4 separate regions of the Anser cygnoides genome follow, and all the other regions are linked to region 1. Evidence: chromatin contacts called from public Hi-C data. All regions are on one chromosome and are shown on one strand. Each heading gives the region's core, a stretch centred on a gene start, on an enhancer-like site or on the middle of the called end of the contact. The rest is flanking DNA. Distances are from core to core; before and after follow the strand shown. Region 1 has its middle 190 kb from the start of TRNAI-UAU. Region 2 overlaps LOC106031640 (a long non-coding RNA gene). Region 3 has its middle 72 kb from the start of ZFP36L2. Region 4 holds the start of ZFP36L2 (ZFP36 ring finger protein like 2).

What was found. Hi-C and Micro-C count contacts between places; a contact is called where the count stands out from the background.
Region 2: a Hi-C map of liver shows a contact between it and region 1, with 2.5 times the contacts expected there. The contact joins two enhancer-like sites. A contact is called at or near these places in 2 of 7 Hi-C or Micro-C datasets (both in liver).
Region 3: a Hi-C map of liver shows a contact between it and region 1, with 1.7 times the contacts expected there. The contact joins two enhancer-like sites. A contact is called at or near these places in 2 of 7 Hi-C or Micro-C datasets (both in liver).
Region 4: a Hi-C map of liver shows a contact between it and region 1, with 7 times the contacts expected there. The contact joins the promoter of ZFP36L2 here to the enhancer-like site in region 1. A contact is called at or near these places in 2 of 7 Hi-C or Micro-C datasets (both in liver).

The regions. Positions count from the first base shown.
Region 1 is chr3:27,466,919-27,470,932 of Taihu_goose_T2T_genome, forward strand. No RefSeq gene overlaps it. Among named protein-coding and RNA genes, the nearest start is that of TRNAI-UAU, 190 kb to the left of the region's middle. Within about 2 kb of position 2,278, at least 1 of the 3 cell types and tissues checked has open chromatin away from gene starts, as enhancers often do. A contact at or near this core is called in liver, where this site is marked.
Region 2 is chr3:28,038,212-28,042,321 of Taihu_goose_T2T_genome, forward strand. LOC106031640 (a long non-coding RNA gene) reads right to left here. Exons shown (of 4, transcript XR_007160855.2): 2 at 4,104-4,110; 3 at 3,892-3,993; 4 at 1,581-3,329. Among named protein-coding and RNA genes, the nearest start is that of TRNAS-GCU, 61 kb to the left of the region's middle. Within about 2 kb of position 1,815, at least 2 of the 3 cell types and tissues checked have open chromatin away from gene starts, as enhancers often do. A contact at or near this core is called in liver, where this site is marked.
Region 3 is chr3:28,076,296-28,080,535 of Taihu_goose_T2T_genome, forward strand. No RefSeq gene overlaps it. Among named protein-coding and RNA genes, the nearest start is that of ZFP36L2, 72 kb to the right of the region's middle. Within about 2 kb of position 2,261, at least 1 of the 3 cell types and tissues checked has open chromatin away from gene starts, as enhancers often do. A contact at or near this core is called in liver, where this site is marked.
Region 4 is chr3:28,148,384-28,152,401 of Taihu_goose_T2T_genome, forward strand. It overlaps ZFP36L2 (ZFP36 ring finger protein like 2), which reads right to left and starts at 2,400. Exons shown (of 2, transcript XM_066993785.1): 1 at 2,214-2,400; 2 at 359-1,979. The coding sequence starts at 2,264. The coding sequence ends at 513.

The DNA.
Region 1 (4,014 bases), core at 1,028-3,527:
TTGCTTAATAATATTTACATAGCTTACTCAAAACAAGCATGGGTATATTTCAAAGCAACATCATCTTTTTCCTTTATTTTACTGGAAAGCTTGCAGAGAGATACAAACCTAAGAATACATGGCTGGCTCTGATGGTCTGGTGGAAAGCATATCCAGTTTCTCACTCCTATGAGTTAGCTGGATTCGTGGGGAGGTGTCGGATATGCCTGGGCAGGCTGGTTTCTTTATGCCACAGTTTGTGCATGCTTGCAAAGGAAACTGAACGTGGGCTCTCTTAGGCCTTCTTGGTAGCATAGTTCACAGCTTCAAGATCAAAGCTGAGGAATGGCTTTCAGCAGAGTGGTTTTTGTTGCTGTGGAGAGGACGATCAAATAAAGCATTCCTAGAGGGTGCGGCCAGGTATTTCACTTTCAGTATACGTAGGGAAATGATTAGAGTTACAGTCAAGGGAGAGTCTGCAGGAATGGATTAGATGTGCCTACATAAATTAACTGGTAAAATATTATGGGCAGAAAGGCAGTCCTGTGTTCTGTGGATCTTGTAGAAGGGGAATATCACCATAGTAATGTTTTCTAAATTTCTCTGTACGTTGTCTCTATAAATGTCTGTTCCCAGTTCTTTTTTATTTCTGTGTGTCCTGTCATGAAAGCTGTTTTTAATGCAGTGGAAGAGAAATAACTGGTGTGACAGCATTAGCTGTTGAAGAAGTTTGACAGTTCTAAGAATTTTATCCTCTGATACATATAATCTACATACAATAGCACGTATGCTATTGTGAACCCTAATAACATCAATTTCCACAGTGCAATGTATTGCTAAAAAAAAATTAGATGAGGAGGGAAATGCAATATGATTTTGGGCGTATGATGATTCTTCCATAAAAAGAAGTAATTTAAGTACATGTGTATCTGAGACAAGTTTAGGTGCCTCCAAATGTTTGCTGAGGTGACTATTTTTACCTAAATCACTAGAAAAGGATTTACATAGGTGTGCAAACAAGAGTGTGTATTTTTTAAAAACCTATTTGTGACACTGCTTTGATCTAGTTAAAACAACAATACACAGCTTTACTCATGGTGTGGCTGTTTGCCATTTCTCTGTAGTTTTCTGAAAAGAAGCAGGCAAACATGATTTATAATACCTGAAATATTCTGATTCTGAAAATGTTAACCAGCTCCTATTTGCAGACAAATCTATCATGTACTCCACAGCTGAATACACCTGAATACTCAGGAATTCATATATAACAGGACTGAAATGGCACAAAAAGAATATAAAGGGATTGTATTAAAACTATCTTGGTTGCTGATGTCTTTCTGATGGACATTTGTTGCACTTTTTCAATCCTATAGTGGAAAGTATTTCGTATTGGAAATGAAGCAGGTAAATTTTTGCTTAATCTGGGTACGGAAGGAAACCCAAGAAAGCTTTCCACATTATAAGCTTAGCAGTAGTTGTCTCACAGGCTGAGTTTGGTAAGGACAGTTGGTGCATTTACAGAACAAAAAACAAAGCAGGAGCATAAACAAATGAGAGGAAGACAGGAACGTGCCCATAAGGGAGCTGTGCTGCAAGAGGATCATGGACAATGGGGGATGTCAAGGCAGGAACCAATGAGTGGAACAGGAGTTTATACTAGACTCAGAAATTTTGAATTTTCCCAAGATCAAGCTTTTAAACACAGATATTTTTCTGTCTAGTGCAGGGGAACGTAATCTAAAAAGGATGTGAGTACATCCACTTTTATGTTTTCAGATTTTTAGTAATGAACCAGAAATATTTTTGATTTTTCAAACATAAAACCTCCACATTCAAGGCATTTCAAGACACTATGTTCACATCACCACTGAATTTACAGCTTCTGATGTTACCCAATTACAGTGTTACAAAAACACGGGAACAAATTCTTCCAAATAACGTTATATTGTGGGTCAGTGTAGTAGAAAGTATTGAGCAATTGCTTTCCATCAAAGATTAAACTGCCTATCGATATGGTTCAGTAATAGCAATGCAAGGGACAGTTACTGCTCATTTGCCAGGGCTGCACTTGTTCACGCAACATTACTTTTTGTAATGGAGCACTAAAGAAAGGTAAAACATCAAGAAGCAGTGAGGAGAGGAAGATCTTTTTCAATCCCTTCTCCTCAGGGACTGACAGACATCAGCACCTGTTCTCTTGTAGATTACAGCATGTAGGTTATTGCGTCTCTGATGTGGTGCTGATCAGGTGTACATCCTGTTTCTATTTCCTTCTTAGAGAAGGAAATCTACAAATCATAGTGAAAGTTAAGAAAAACAGTCTGTTCTACCCTTCACATCAAGACTTCATGTTGTAGTACAATTCTGAAGGGTCAGGAAATGATTCTACAGCTGGTACTTGGAGGGAAGAGAATCAAGTCAGCATCAGTCATAATGGCACAACTTCTGAGGATTAAGGGGTTTAGGTACATTTCTTCTACTTGTTAGCAAACAATAAACATACTCAAGAAGTGACTGGACTAAGTAGAAAGCAGTTCATCCATGTGCACCACAGGGGCTAATTTCAGCTCTGGAAGGGAATTTAGTGTCGAGTGTCGTCCCATAACATCTGAGCTGGCAGGAAGGAATCTGTGTTAAAGAAATGAATTTCACAATTCCCATGAATCTGTGTTGGTATTTTGCATGGTTTGTTGTTTTTTTTGTTGTTGTTGTTTGTTTGTTTGTTTTTTCTCTTCAAATTGGGGCTTCTTCACTACACTTCAAACTGGGGTCTTCACAGACCCCAAGAGCTATGAAGCTGGTGAAAGGACTAGAAAACAAGACATATGAGGAGCACCTGAGGGAATTGTTATTGGGCTTGTAAGAGACCTTGATAAGAGACCTTATCACTCTCTATAACTTCCTGAAAGGCGGTACCAGCAAGGAGAGTTTTGGTCTCTTTTTCTCAGGTGATAGGATGCAAGGAAACAGTCTCAAATTGTGGCAGGGAAGGTTTAGATTGGATAGCAGAAAGAATTTCTTCACAGAAAGGGTGGTTAGCCATTGTAACAGGCTAACCAGAGAAGAGGTGGAGTCAGCATCCCTGGAGGTACGTAAGAGGTGTGGATGTGGCATTAAGTGACATCATTTAGTGATAGGTCTTTGCAGATCAGGTTTATGATTGAACCCTGTTATCTTGAAGGCCTTTTCCAATGTATGATTCTATGAGTTAAAGGGGGGATAATTTTGTGTTTCACACATAGAAGGCAGGAGACCAACACAACAGCTCCATGCTTCAGATTTATTCTGTCCCTATATCCAAGGAGAACTTTTGACACTGTCTGGCAACTGCAGACACAGCATTCAGGTGTGTCAATAATTCTCATGATAGAGAAATGAATTCTACATTGACTCACAAAAAGTTAGATAGCATAAAGCTGCTAACCTTTTTTTCATTGTTTTGTCAATGGATAAGAGGGAATGGCCTCAAGTTGCACCAGGGGAGGTTTAGATTGGGAATTTGGAGAAATTTCTTCTTAGAAAGAATAGTTAGACATTGGAACAGGTTGCCCAGGGAGGTGATGGAGTCACTGTCCCTGGGTGTGTTTAAGGAAATGTTGGACCTGGTACTAAGGGACATGGTTTAGTGGGTGATAGTAGTGGTAGGGAGTAGTGGTAGGTAGACCAGATGGTCTTGGAGGTCTTTTCCAACCTTTATGATTCTGTGATTCTATGATCATTCAATGTTTCAGGCTGTGTGCATGGATGTAAATGGAAGCACAGGTGTCCAGGGGTGAATCTTGGAGCTGTGTGATTCATCTGCCACCAGCAGAGTTAGGTTTAGATCCTTAATTATTCTGTTTGCCAATAGAAGTGTTCCTGACAATGATGAAATAAACCCGTACTGAAAACATTAACTCAGACCCTTTTGTCCATCCAGTCCTTCCTCTTGTCCATAGCTGATTGCTTCACTTTATTAAATGGGTGCAATCTGCTTGAGGGAAAATCTTGTTCTGAGACTATGGAAAGGAGAGAAAGTGAGAGAAATTGAGAAGT
Region 2 (4,110 bases), core at 565-3,064, 570 kb after region 1:
CTGGTCAATATCAGCCCTGATCCAGGACAGAAACCTTCATCTGTTGCTTTTATTTGTTGTTCTTCAGCCTATGAGAGGCACAAATAACCGGTAGGTAACTGGTTTACAGAGAGACCCAATGATAATATTAGAAGTGATTCCACTTCTGAGGTGCAGAAAACTTAAAAAGCTTGTGTTTAGATGATGGAAGATTCAGATGTGATTATAATATCACACTACCACCACCAACAGCATTTTACTTTCTAAAGACACTCTCCCCCAAGTACCTCAAAAGCTGCTGTGAACACCAACACATGAACCAGTGAGGGAACCAAATGTTATCATTCCTCTTTATACTTTACTTCAGTGCAGAAGTAAGCCTAGAAAAAAAAAATACTCTGGTCATCTGAATCCCAAAGCCTTCGCTGTCCTTCCCCAGTAATGTAGATCTGAATCCGAGAGGAAAAGTGTTGAGACCTACCCATAATAGGCTGTGCTGAGGGAAGCGGCTGAAGCAGAATGGGAAAACTGCCCAGGAGATGCCAGCGTAAACAGAGCTGGCAAAGCCCCTGCCTTACGTGATGGAGAAGAAGAGCTGCACGATGGTTCAGACCCACGACTCTCCTGGCAGAGCCACACCGGCTGGGCAGCTCAACAGACCTGAGCCACTTCTGCAGAGATGCACACTCTGCCCAAAACGCTGACAGAGCGAGAGACACGACTGCTGCACAGCTCATCTGTGTGAGCGTGGGTAGTGACTGCCTCAGATGACCCTGCTACAGCCAGGGAAGGAAAAGAAACCAAAAAACACAATACTCAGCTCATCTTTCTTGTATATAGAAGACTTTGCAAGTAATGCAGGGCTTCAGCAAAGTGAGGTTCACACTCAGGCCTAATCTCACCATATTTTGGAGACCACTCACGTAGATGGTTTTATCCTTTTAAGTTACTACTTAATTTGGAGAATAATCATTTTTAGGTATCTCTAAAACCATATCTGTAATTTACTCAGTCTTGCAGACATTTCCTGCGGGGACTTGCGTGCAGACCTTTGTCCACTGAGGATTTTAGGATTCTCTAACTGCCAAGGGGGTTGCAAACAGCAAAGAGGAGTCTACAACCCTTAATATTGACTGAAACATGAAAAACAAATCATGTTATCCAGTTACAAAACATGTCACTCTGCAAACTTCTAGAGGCGTCTTTCTTTCAGGAGCTGGCAGAATTCAGTATATTGGGTTGATGGCATACACTCGCTTCCCCATTGCTCCAAGAGTTAATCATTAGACCATTACCAGTAATGGTCAAAATACCAAGAAGAGAGCCAGTATTTTCTGTCAAAGGTCTGGGAAAATAACATAGATGCAAAGTCCAAGCCCCATTAACTCAGGGAGATGAAAAATGCTAGTTCATTCCCACTGAGATGGCCTGGAAACATATAAAGCAGTTTCTAATTTGTTTGAGAATGCACTTTAGGCTTCATTTTAATAGGTGCTAAGTACATGCAAACAGACATACCGTAATTAAGGTGATCAATCTGCAAGAAGGAAAGCACATAAAAAGAACATCATACTTAAAAGAGTTAAGTAATCATAACAGTAATTATTAATTGCATTATAATTAATAATTATAATGTAATAGATCCCTGGCTGTTCTTTTGCAAGGAGCTTAAAATCATTTCCAGGTACTACATTAAGTTGTGCAACTGAAAGGCATTCTTGAAACAGCTTTTCAGCATCAAATCCCATTTCAGCAAAACTTTTTTTTTTTTCACAGAAGAGCAAAACCCCAAATGAAGCATTTTACATAATACATAAGATGTGTTATGACTGAACTTTAAAAGATCTGTAGAAGAGGAAATATTCTGTAATGAAAATTTTAATTATTTGAGTTTTCATTATCATTAAATTGGAGGCTAAAATTACATGTTTACATACATCTACAGTTACATTCTGTATTAAATAATTATATTCACATATGTATAACATTCTAATCTCTACAGGTTTTCTGGGACAAAAATCGTTTTTCCCACCAGTTCTATTCTCAGACACTCCCAGAGACAAGCACTGCAGTTGTTAACTTACAGACGGGTAAACTGAGACCCAGATTTAAGAACTTGTCTGAGAGTCAGTGGCAGCACAGAGAGCAAAGCCTGACTGGCTCTCCAACTTGCTTTGCTTCAACAGGGCAGGAACTCGTAACAAGGTCTGCTGCGAAGTGTCAGAGGTGGTGCATTCATGTCATGCTGACCTGGCATTGTGCAGAGCCGCCTGCGTGCACAGGCTGTTTGAGCAAACACTGCTGCTTCGTCCCCCGTGGCTGGCAGACATGGGTTTATGCAGGGGTAGTAAGAAGGGGGGAGACGTGGAGACTGGCTCTCACAGACAGCACCCTAACATGGATTTTATAAGATGAATGCAAGTGTAAGATGAAAGCAAGTACCTTATCATGCTTATTTGTCCAAATTAAAATCTATCATGCCAGAAAGTTGTGCATCTATTCTTTTTAAATGACCAAACAAAACATGATTTTGGAAAGTATAAAAGAAAAAAGTAACCTTACGAGCATGGGCCTCATATTATGCATTTATCCACTTCCAAACAGCAAAACCACTCTGTACATTTTGTTTAATTAGCATTTGAATCTGCTCATGTTTGAATCCACTGTAAAATTGCATCAGTAGCTCAAGGACATGGGCAGCTTCTTTGCTGGGACTCTGGAGCAGTCCCCTGAGAACACACCAACTACACCCAGGAGAAGCAGCATCAGAAGTATTTTCTCCATCTCGTGTATTAGAGAAGTAAAAAGGAAAATGACACTTTTATATATTTATCTGCAACTCCTTTTTTTTCCCCTCTCATGAAGTCATACAACCACATAACACACTTACATCACTGCCAAAATTCAAAACCTATAAATAGGGCTATATCCTTTTGGTTCAAATTGAAATATGGGATTCTTTTGAAAAGACAGAGAGGAAAATGGAAAATTTATTACTCAGAAAAATAAACAATGTCCCTTCTATACAGGCATTGTAGCACATATGTTTAACAGTAACCAAATGTGATGTCAAAAACAAAACAAAAAAAAAGAAAGAAAGAAATGAAACAGAGAATTATGATTTTTGGGTGAGGATATAAACGGCAGGAACAGACGAGCAGTTAAAAATAAAGAGCCTATTATATTCAAATGAAACAAAGAATGAGGAGAGAAAATAATAGGCTATAAAAATATATCTGTCAGCGAAGCTGTTTTGGGACTGGATGTTTCCCCCGTGAGATTCTCAGGAAGCACCAGGCACCCTCCAGGTTTAAAGCTTTCATCCCTGGGCTCCCAGCTATATTGGTTTCCTGTATAAAAGGAATTGAGACGAGAAGAAAACATTTGAGCGACTGCCCCAGCAATCATACAATGTTTTATAATTTGTGGAGCCCTGCCTAACACAACAAAACTGAGTATTGTTACAGAGGACTCAAAGAGTCCAACCAATTATGTCCCTTCATGGGTTCGGCTATACTAGCCTTTGATCACCAGCTCTAACTACCAGCAGTAAAGCAAACACAAATCTGCAGACAGCATCAATAAACCTTGCAGTGGGAGGGAACAGAGATACTCTGTGCCCTGTTGGCTTTTTTTTTTTTTTTTCCTAAATCCCCAACAAAAATATCTACCATTTGTCTTTTCTAATTCACAGGCGGATTCAAAGTGAGGGAAGGATAACTTTGCTCACTTTTTAAAGTCAATCATGTGGCAACAAGCAGAAAATTTAGCACACGTCTTCATAAGAATTCTCTAACCCAGGCAAAATGTGGTCTGCTAATTACCTAGAATTCATCTTTGCCCTTATTAAACTCTGGTTTTACACACATACATACACACACATACATATATATATGCATATGTAATACATACATGTATTAATGATGAAACAGTTCGTAGAAACACTTCTCTCTTTACTTCAGTGTTTGTTTAATGTGTCAGTCCTTTCCTGAAGATCTTCCTGCTAAACACCACCTGAAAATGCCACGTTTGCTGGCTATTTGTGCTATTTACACAGTGATCCCACAGCACAGTATTTAGGCAGTGAAGTGGTTTGGGGTGGCTGTGTGCTGAATATTGCTCACCTAGCAC
Region 3 (4,240 bases), core at 1,011-3,510, 610 kb after region 1:
GTTATATCAAAAAATTGTCACATCACCATACAACATCTGCCTTGCCCACTCTGGCGGCCCCTCCTTCAGTCCTTACATATTCTCTGGTCCCATGCTGCTGCCACCCATGCCCAGCCAGGAGCCTCAGTGGCAGCAGCAGTCTCAGGGGACAAGGCCCTGGGCAAGTCATGGTGACAACAGCACCGAGTGTGGGCTCTGGCACCTCTTGTAGCTCTGCCTTCATGGTCCAAAGCACAGTGCCCTGGCTGGTGCAGGTGGTTTCTTTAGCATGAGTGATTTCAATCCTTTACTTGTCAGCAGCACCCAGCACTGCTACCACAACCATGTCTGGGTCCTGAGGACACTGCTGCAACCCCCTTCGCTCCTGTTCACAGCAACATACGCCCAAACCATCATTAAATCTGCTGCTCTCCTGCCTTATCCTAAGCTGCCTGGATGGCTTTGAATCTCACAGTGGCAAGGACCAAGCTGCAGGGGCGGTCACCCCCCCAACACCAAGACCCTCCCCAGCAGAGCCAGCAGGAAACACCTTCACAAGCAAGGGTTTCACTTTCATGTGCACCAGTTTCAGAACCGATCCCTGAAATACTGCAAGAGTTAATGAGCTAATACATAGACTTTTTTTTTTTTTTTGGTTTAAGGGAAAACTCCTGGAATTCTTCTAAAGTCCATTAATTACCTAAAATGCTGCTGATGGAGGAGCAGCACTCATGAAAACAGGACAGAAAAACTGATGTAACGTCATGCCTTGGGCAGGTGGGGTAGTTCAATGTGGAGCGGGGGATAAAGGGAAAGGCTTTTCCAGCAGTGGGATCTGCGCTGCTGGCTGCATCGCACCGCCCCGCTGGGGTCCCCATTCCCCGCTGGCAGAACCCAGCCCAAATGTCCTCCAGCAACCTGCCTCCACCTGCAGAGCTGCACCCCCCTGAGCATCTGCAAGCAGCTCCTCTTCTTCTCCTAGCCTCTGCTATAGGCCCTGAATAACCATTTCCCATGTGGGGCATCAGTCCAGCTGGGCTCTCACCTCTGGGGTCCCATACCCACGGATGCACCCCTTGAGAAATGGTTAGTTTTCAGCTGACTATGCAGTCTTTGGTGCCTGATAACAATTTAAGATAAATAAATACATGACAGATTCTCTTCCTGATGTCTGTGGTTGAGAAATGTTTGTGACAAGTGCCGTTCGTCTGGTAGTTATAGCTACAAATATATTTATATTTGACTTGCACTTGACTTAATACCACATGAACTGGTGAGAGTAAAAGGACATTGATCTTTACTGCTTTGCTTCACAACAAAGGAGTAGGCTCAAGAGGTGGGTTCACCACAGAATATTCATGGATTGCAGTTTGGGCAGGAACAGTTTGTAAACATCAGAAGAAACAGCAAAAAATAAATAAATTTGTGTTGCGAAACAGTAACATATGTCATTAAAAGAGAGTTTACTTTTCAGACACATACAGTGCTCCACATTGTTCCCAAGTTTTTCAAAAGGAAATGATTAGTGTTATTAGCACAGCAGTCCTCTTTTTCAAAAGTTGCTCCAGCCAAGGTTAATGTTTAAGAAGGAATTAAATATTAACTCAAGAGAAAGCACAGAAGTCATAATGGTTTCAGAGCATACATCAGACGCGCAAAGAAATTTTGCTGTGAAAGCAAAAAAGGGCAAGTTTGGTTCCCAAAGCTAAAAATCGTGGTCCTCCTGCCTCACCACCATCACAGAAGGACAGCACTGCCTCTCTGCCTTTCACCCCGGGACAGGTAATTTTTCTCCTGCCTTTGGTTTAGCAATGACTCCTTAACAATAGAAGGTGGATCACAGTGATTTACCCTGCTGAGGAGGGCTGCAATTTGATTCCCAGCCTGAGATTTGCAGGTAAGATAAAGTGCAAAGGTGACTAAACACCACAACAAGCAAGGTCTAGCCCTGTGGCTTTGCCTGGAAGGGAAAACGGATTATTATTATAGCAGCAGATCTAGCAAGATCTGTTCCTTTTCTCCTGTTCCAGCTCCAGTACATGAAAATCTTTGCAGCTGTCTGAAGATGGTTTTATGGTGGCAAAATGACTTGTTGGATTAGTCCACAACATGCATTCTGCTCTGTTCTACAATAATCCCTTATTCTCTCTCCCGTCTTCATGTTCTTGCTGCAAACTTATGAGCAGAGAACAAAGCCATGAATATTAACTAACTGCACCACTATAAATACACTTTTTTTTTTTTTTTACTGCATGTTGTGCTGAACTTCCAAAATCATACTCTCATTAATATGAATGCTTGGTCCTAGATTCTCAGCAGGGCTATATCAACACTATACTTTTCATCTTCAAAGCATTTTAAAGATATTAACTAATTAATTCACTCAACCCCTTTGGGGGAAGCCAATTATCATCATCACGCTGTTCTTACATTTTTACAGATAGAGAAACTGAGGCAGAGAAGTAACTTATTCAGTGCCCCAGAGGAAAGGAGTGTGAGAAAGTTGTCAGGACTTGCTGACCCCCTGTCCTAAACCCAAGTTACTACTGGAGCTCATCTGCACTTCATCACTTGTCACTGCAGTGAGCGTGCCCCTCCTTCCATGCTCATGTAATTTTAAGGCAACTCTTCAGTTCTCAGTCACAGTAAGAAAGAAAAGAAGGGGGAAGAAAGGGGGAAAAAACAGGGGGAAAGGGGGGAAACAATGGAAAGAAAAAGAGAGAAAAGAAAGAATGAAAAGAGAAAGAAAAAGAGAGAGAGAAAGGGAAAGAGAGAAAGAAAGAGAAAGAGAGAAAGAGAGAGAGAGAGAGAGAGACCAAAATATCTTCATGAGGAAAGTGACAACTCACTGAGGCCAACTCAGCCTCACAGGCTGTTTATTACAGCCTGAAAAAAGACTTGCACTTACTGGCTGTTACGTGAGCAAGCGAAGGAAAACTCCTCTTCTCCAGGGAAGCAAAGCAGTACAAAATGAAATCTTAATTCTGCAAGTATTTATTCCTGGGAATGGTGATATATGTGGGCTGTCTGTGGTACTCCAAATGACTAGTAACGTGTACAAATAGAAATCCTACACATTCTGGTTTGGAGGATGAAACTTCCATGGTTTTTGGTTGCTTACTAAATAAATGCCTCTGTGAAACCCAGAATTCTTGAAAATCTCCTCTCAAAGGCCTGTCCCTCTTTCACCAGTGGATCCACATCACATTTTTCAAGTCTCTCTTATCCCTCCTAAGTGAAATCAGCAAAATTCTATGGAACAGTTGCTGGCCTGCACTTCATCTTCTGGAAACCAGTACAAAATGTGTCCTGAGAGATGTAAAACTAACCTGGGCCTTAAAAAGCTAATTTTTAAGAGTGAAAGGCTAAATAAGAGATGTTCATAAGGAACAACCCATACACAGCCTGGAAAGATGAGCCCATGAACACCACGTTACCTGGAAGCATCATTGCTCTGTCCACAACGATCGCGATAATAACATCTAACAATTCAACTGGATTCTCAAAATCCAAACAGTAATTTACAACGAGGTATTTAGTATGGCTGCAGGTGAAAAGGTCTCCAAGGACTTTTAGAAATGCTGTGTATTTCTTAATCTTTTTCTCTTGGCTTCATTTTGTCTTGTTTTACAGCTGTTCATCAGGTATTGGTTAACCTGGGTTATTATGACAAGAATATGATATTGCTAGCATTTTAATCCATTGCATCACTGTATCTTTTTAAAATACTTTCTGCTCTCAGTAAACTGATCCATCTGCCTTCAGATGATGTTATCATGGACTTTTTGCTCATTCGATAACTTTGAGCGATAAGCACAACTCCTCCCCTGCGCCCGTCCCTTCTCACACGTCCGTCCATGCTGAGCAGCTCGGTTCCCCAGCTCCTTCCAACCCCTGCCCACAAAGTGGCCGTATCTGGCTTGGTTTATCCTCTCTATCATGTGGAGGATCTCATCTTCTTGTTGCACAATTTCTTGCTGCAAGCTCTTTTTTCAGAAGGTGTCAGACATGCACACATCAGCCCCTTTTTCAGTACTGTACATTTTATTTGAAACACTTTTGGGTTTACTATCAGAAGTTTCCACGATACCTTCTCTTGTGGCTGATGGCTATTTTCCGCTCAAATGGCTTCACTCCTTTTCTGCGACCGGGCAGATCTGCAGCTAGACTGGCCGAGATAGGAGCCCACAGATCCCTGCAGCAGTACTGAGGGCAGCAGGGCCATCCCGACCGCCGCAGCCGAGCCTGCAGACAGGCACCC
Region 4 (4,018 bases), core at 1,150-3,649, 680 kb after region 1:
GAACTGCTCGGTGGCTTTTCTGCGTGTGCCTGCAGATGTGGAGGAGCTGAAAAGGCAGAACCCGCGCTCCCCGGATTGTTTGTTGCTTTCTGGTGGTGTCTTTGCTAACGCTCGTGTTTTGTTTTCTTTCTTTTTTTTTTTTTTTCTCTGAACACAGATGGAATGGCTGCTGCTGGTGCGTATCATAACTTGTCTCCAAAGAACAACAACGAAAAAAAAAAAAAAACAACCCCAAAACAAAAATCCCCTTCTTCCAAGGTCTCTCTATAAAAATAGGTTTGTTCAGTTCACGTCACTCGCCCTTTCGCAAAACGCTTTTTTGTTCAGCTCTCGGTGGATATATAGATAGATATACGTATAAAAAAAAAAAAAAAAAAAAGAGCAGGGTTCTCTCTCTTCGCCCTGCGACTTACTTGCGCTCGCGGCTGCGGGGGGGGCGCGGGGCCGGCCCGGGGGCGGCGGCGGGGGGCGCAGCGGGAGCAGCAGCAGCAGCAGCAGCAGCAGCCGCCGGCCTAGTCGTCGGAGATGGAGAGGCGGCTGAAGATGGGCAGGCGGCGGCCCGAGTCCAGGCTGGGCGACTCGGAGCCGCTGAGGGAGCCGGAGCTGAGGGAGCCGCTCAGGTAGCTCTCGCGGTCCGACAGCGAGTCCGGCGGGCTGGGCGGCGCGTCGAAGACGGGCGACTCGGAGAGGCGGCGCAGGGGCTGGAAGCTGAAGGGCGGCGAGGCGGGGGGCGGCGGGCAGCCCCCCCCGGGGGGCGGCGGCGGCGGGGGCTGCTGCTGCTGCTGCTGGCAGCGGTAATAGGCGGCGGCGGCGGCTGCGGCGGCGGCTGCGGCGGCGAAGCTGGGGGTGTGCAGGGCGAGGGGCGCGATGAGGCTGCCCAGCTCCTGGCCCGAGAAGGCGAAGGCGTTGTTGGCGCAGGGCGGCGAGAGCAGCTCCTCGCAGTACGACGAGGCCGAGGCGGGCGGCGGCGGCGTGCGCGACCCGCCGGGGCTCTCCAGCAGCGCGGCGGCGTCCAGGCGGCCGCCGGGGGGCGGCGGGGGCGGCGGGGCGGCGGCGTGCGGGTGGTGGTGGTGGTGGTGGGCGGAGAAGCCGGAGAAGCTCAGGCTGTGGTGCAGCTTGGGCCGCTCGCTGCCCCCGCCGCCGCGGGGGTGCCCGAAGCCGCCGCCGCCGCCGCCGCCTCCTCCTCCGCCTCCCAGGGGGTGGTCACGGGGGGCGAAGGCGCGGAGGTCGCCGGTGCTGCCGGCGGGGTGCGGGGCGTGCTGGTGGTGGTGGTGGTGGTGGTGGTGCGGGGGGGCGGCCGAGGCGGGCGGCGCGGCGGCCGTGCCCCCGCCGGGCGCCGGGCGGCGCTCGTCGGCGTTGTGGATGAAGTGGCAGCGGGGGCCGTAGGGGCAGAAGCCGATGGTGTGGAAGGTGCGGCACAGCTCGGTCTTGTACTTGGGGTGGCGGGTGAGGCTGCGCAGCTCGTGGAAGCCGTGCGCGAACTGGCACTTCTCGCCGTACTTGCAGGCGCCGCTCTCCTCGAAGGGGCGGCACAGCTCCGTCTTGTAGCGCGTCGAGTTGATGGGGGCCCCCCCGCCGCCGCCGGAGCCGCCCCCCTTCTGCTGCTGCTGCTGCTGCTGCTGCTGGAGCTGCTGCATGAGGTGCTGGCTGCGCTCGCCGTTCTCGCTGAAGGAGCGGTCCCGGAACTTGTTCTCCTTGTTGAGCAGGGCCGTGGGGCTGCTGCTGCCGCCGCCTCCGCCGCCGGAGCCCGTCTCCTTCAGGCTGCCGAACGAGGAGGAGGAAGAGGAGGAGGAGGAGGAGGAGGAAGAGCTGGAGCCGGTGGGGCTGGGGAACTTGGAGCCGCCGGCCAGGGCCGGCAGGTTGCTGGTCGAGTGCCGCCGCAGGAAGCCCGGCGCGAAGCTGGAGCTGGGGGGGGTGACCGGGGTCCCCACGGCCTTCTTGTCCAGCATGCTGCTCAGGTTGGTCAGGGACTTCTCCGTCTGCGAGCGGGGCGGGAGAAGGGGGGGACGGGGAGCGGGAGAAGAGGAGGAGGAGGAGAGAGCGGAGAGAGGCGGGTTGCAGGGCGACCGCCAGCCCGCGCCGCCCCGGGCACGGCCCCGGAGCCGCGGACGGGGCAGGGACGGGGACGGGGGCACGGAGGCGCCCCGCGACCCCCGCGAAGCCGCCCCGCAGCCCCCTGCGGGGCTCCCCCCGCGCCCCGGCCCGGCCCTTACCTTGCACAAGAAGTCGATGTCGTAGAAGGCCGATAACAGCGTCGTAGACATCGCTAGATCCTGTAATGGTCGGAAACGCAGGAAGGACCGAAAGATCCCGCTCCCCTCGGAGGGTTTGCAAAAGCCACGACTGGGCGGGAGGTGGCGGCGGCGGGGCGGGGTGGGGTAGGGTAGGGGGGTGCCGGCCGCTCACGGATCCGAAACGCTCCCGTCTCCTTCCCGGCGGGGCGGCGGGAGCCGGGCCGGGGCGGCGGCGGCGGCTGCAGGGCAGCGGGCGACCGGCGGGAGCTCGGCGGGGCCCCGCGCCGCCCCCATATAAACGCCGCCGCCAAGGCACGGGGGGGAGGCGCCGGGGCCCAGCGCCCCGCCCGCCGCCCGCCTCGCCCCGCCCCGCGGCGGGGCCGGCGCTGGCCGCCATTTCGGGTCGGCGCGGAGCCGCCTCCTCCTCCTCCTCCTCCTCCTCCTCCACCTCCTCCTCCTCCTCCTCAGCCGCCGCCGCTTGTGCCACGTAATGGGCCCGAGACAAAAGCCCGCGGCCGCCCCGGGGCCGGGCGGGCTCGTTCCCGGCTGCCCGCAGCGCGCTGCTTCTCCCCCCCCACCCCCCCCCCTCCTCGCCGTGCCCGGCGCTGTGCCGCCCCCTGCCGCCCCGCCGAGCTCCTGGTGGAGCGGTTACAAACCAGCCCGGGCCCCGTTGCGCTGTGCTAGCGCCCAGCGCCGCGTTTGCTCGCCGCGAGCCGAGGAGGAGCCCTGCTCGCGGCCGCGCTCAGAGCACGGCGAGCAGCGCTGCGCCCTGGGGCCGGCTCCTGCACCCCTTAACCCAGCCCTCACGGCTTCGCAGGGTTACTCGGGTTTTACGGTCGCCGTGGACCTACTGCTACACTGCTCTGCGTCTGGAGTTGCCCGTCGCTCAATGTAAAACTGCACACACGCTTCAACTTCTTTCCAATAAAGCACAAAAAACAGGGCTACCAGGTAGCCTTACGCTCACTGCTGAAATAACCGAGGGCACAGAACCGAGCCGTCCTTCTGGTACTCACAGGTCCCTGTCCTGCCAGATTTGCTGCTGCACCAGTCCCAAAAGCTGGGAGCTGCGCTAACAGGCAGCTGTCAAACAGTTGTGTGGCCCCTGACTACTCTTAAAAACAGCTTCCAGACGTAACCTGGGCTACTCTTTGCCCAGGAGCTGCAAACAGATGCCAACAAATTAATTTCCAGGCTAGCTCACAGCATGGCTTTATTGCATTAGATAACACATATCCTAAAAAAACAAGTTTCCATGTCGGATTCTAACACTCTCCTTTTGCTGTGCGAAGTCTCACGTTGCATTGTGAATTACTTACATAAGTAATCTCGAATCCTGGAAACCTACAGCGAGTACTTCCACTTCTGTTCAGACGTGAGTTTTTGCCTAGAGTGAGTTAGCCTAGTGTAGTTTGCACACATTCGTTGGGCTCAATTCGATAGCTTATCGTGGTTTACAGCAGATTCCTCCCCAAACTTACGCCGTCACAAGGAGTCGGCGACACGACTGGGATGCCATGGGCAGACCAGGACGGTCGCTCTTCGTGAAGAGCCCGGCCAGGAGCTGACACCGGCTGCAGAGCCGCGCTGCGTTGCACTGTGTTGCATTGCCACCTCCCGGAGACCGGCAGCACGGCAGAGCCTGCAGCCCTCCGAGCGCCGCGTGCTCGCTGCATCGTCACCCAGCCGCGCAGCGAGGCTGTGCCAACGGGCAGCTGCGAGCCGCGAGGCTGAAAGTGAGCAATCGCGTATGGCACATAACTCTGTAACTCTTCCAAGGGGAC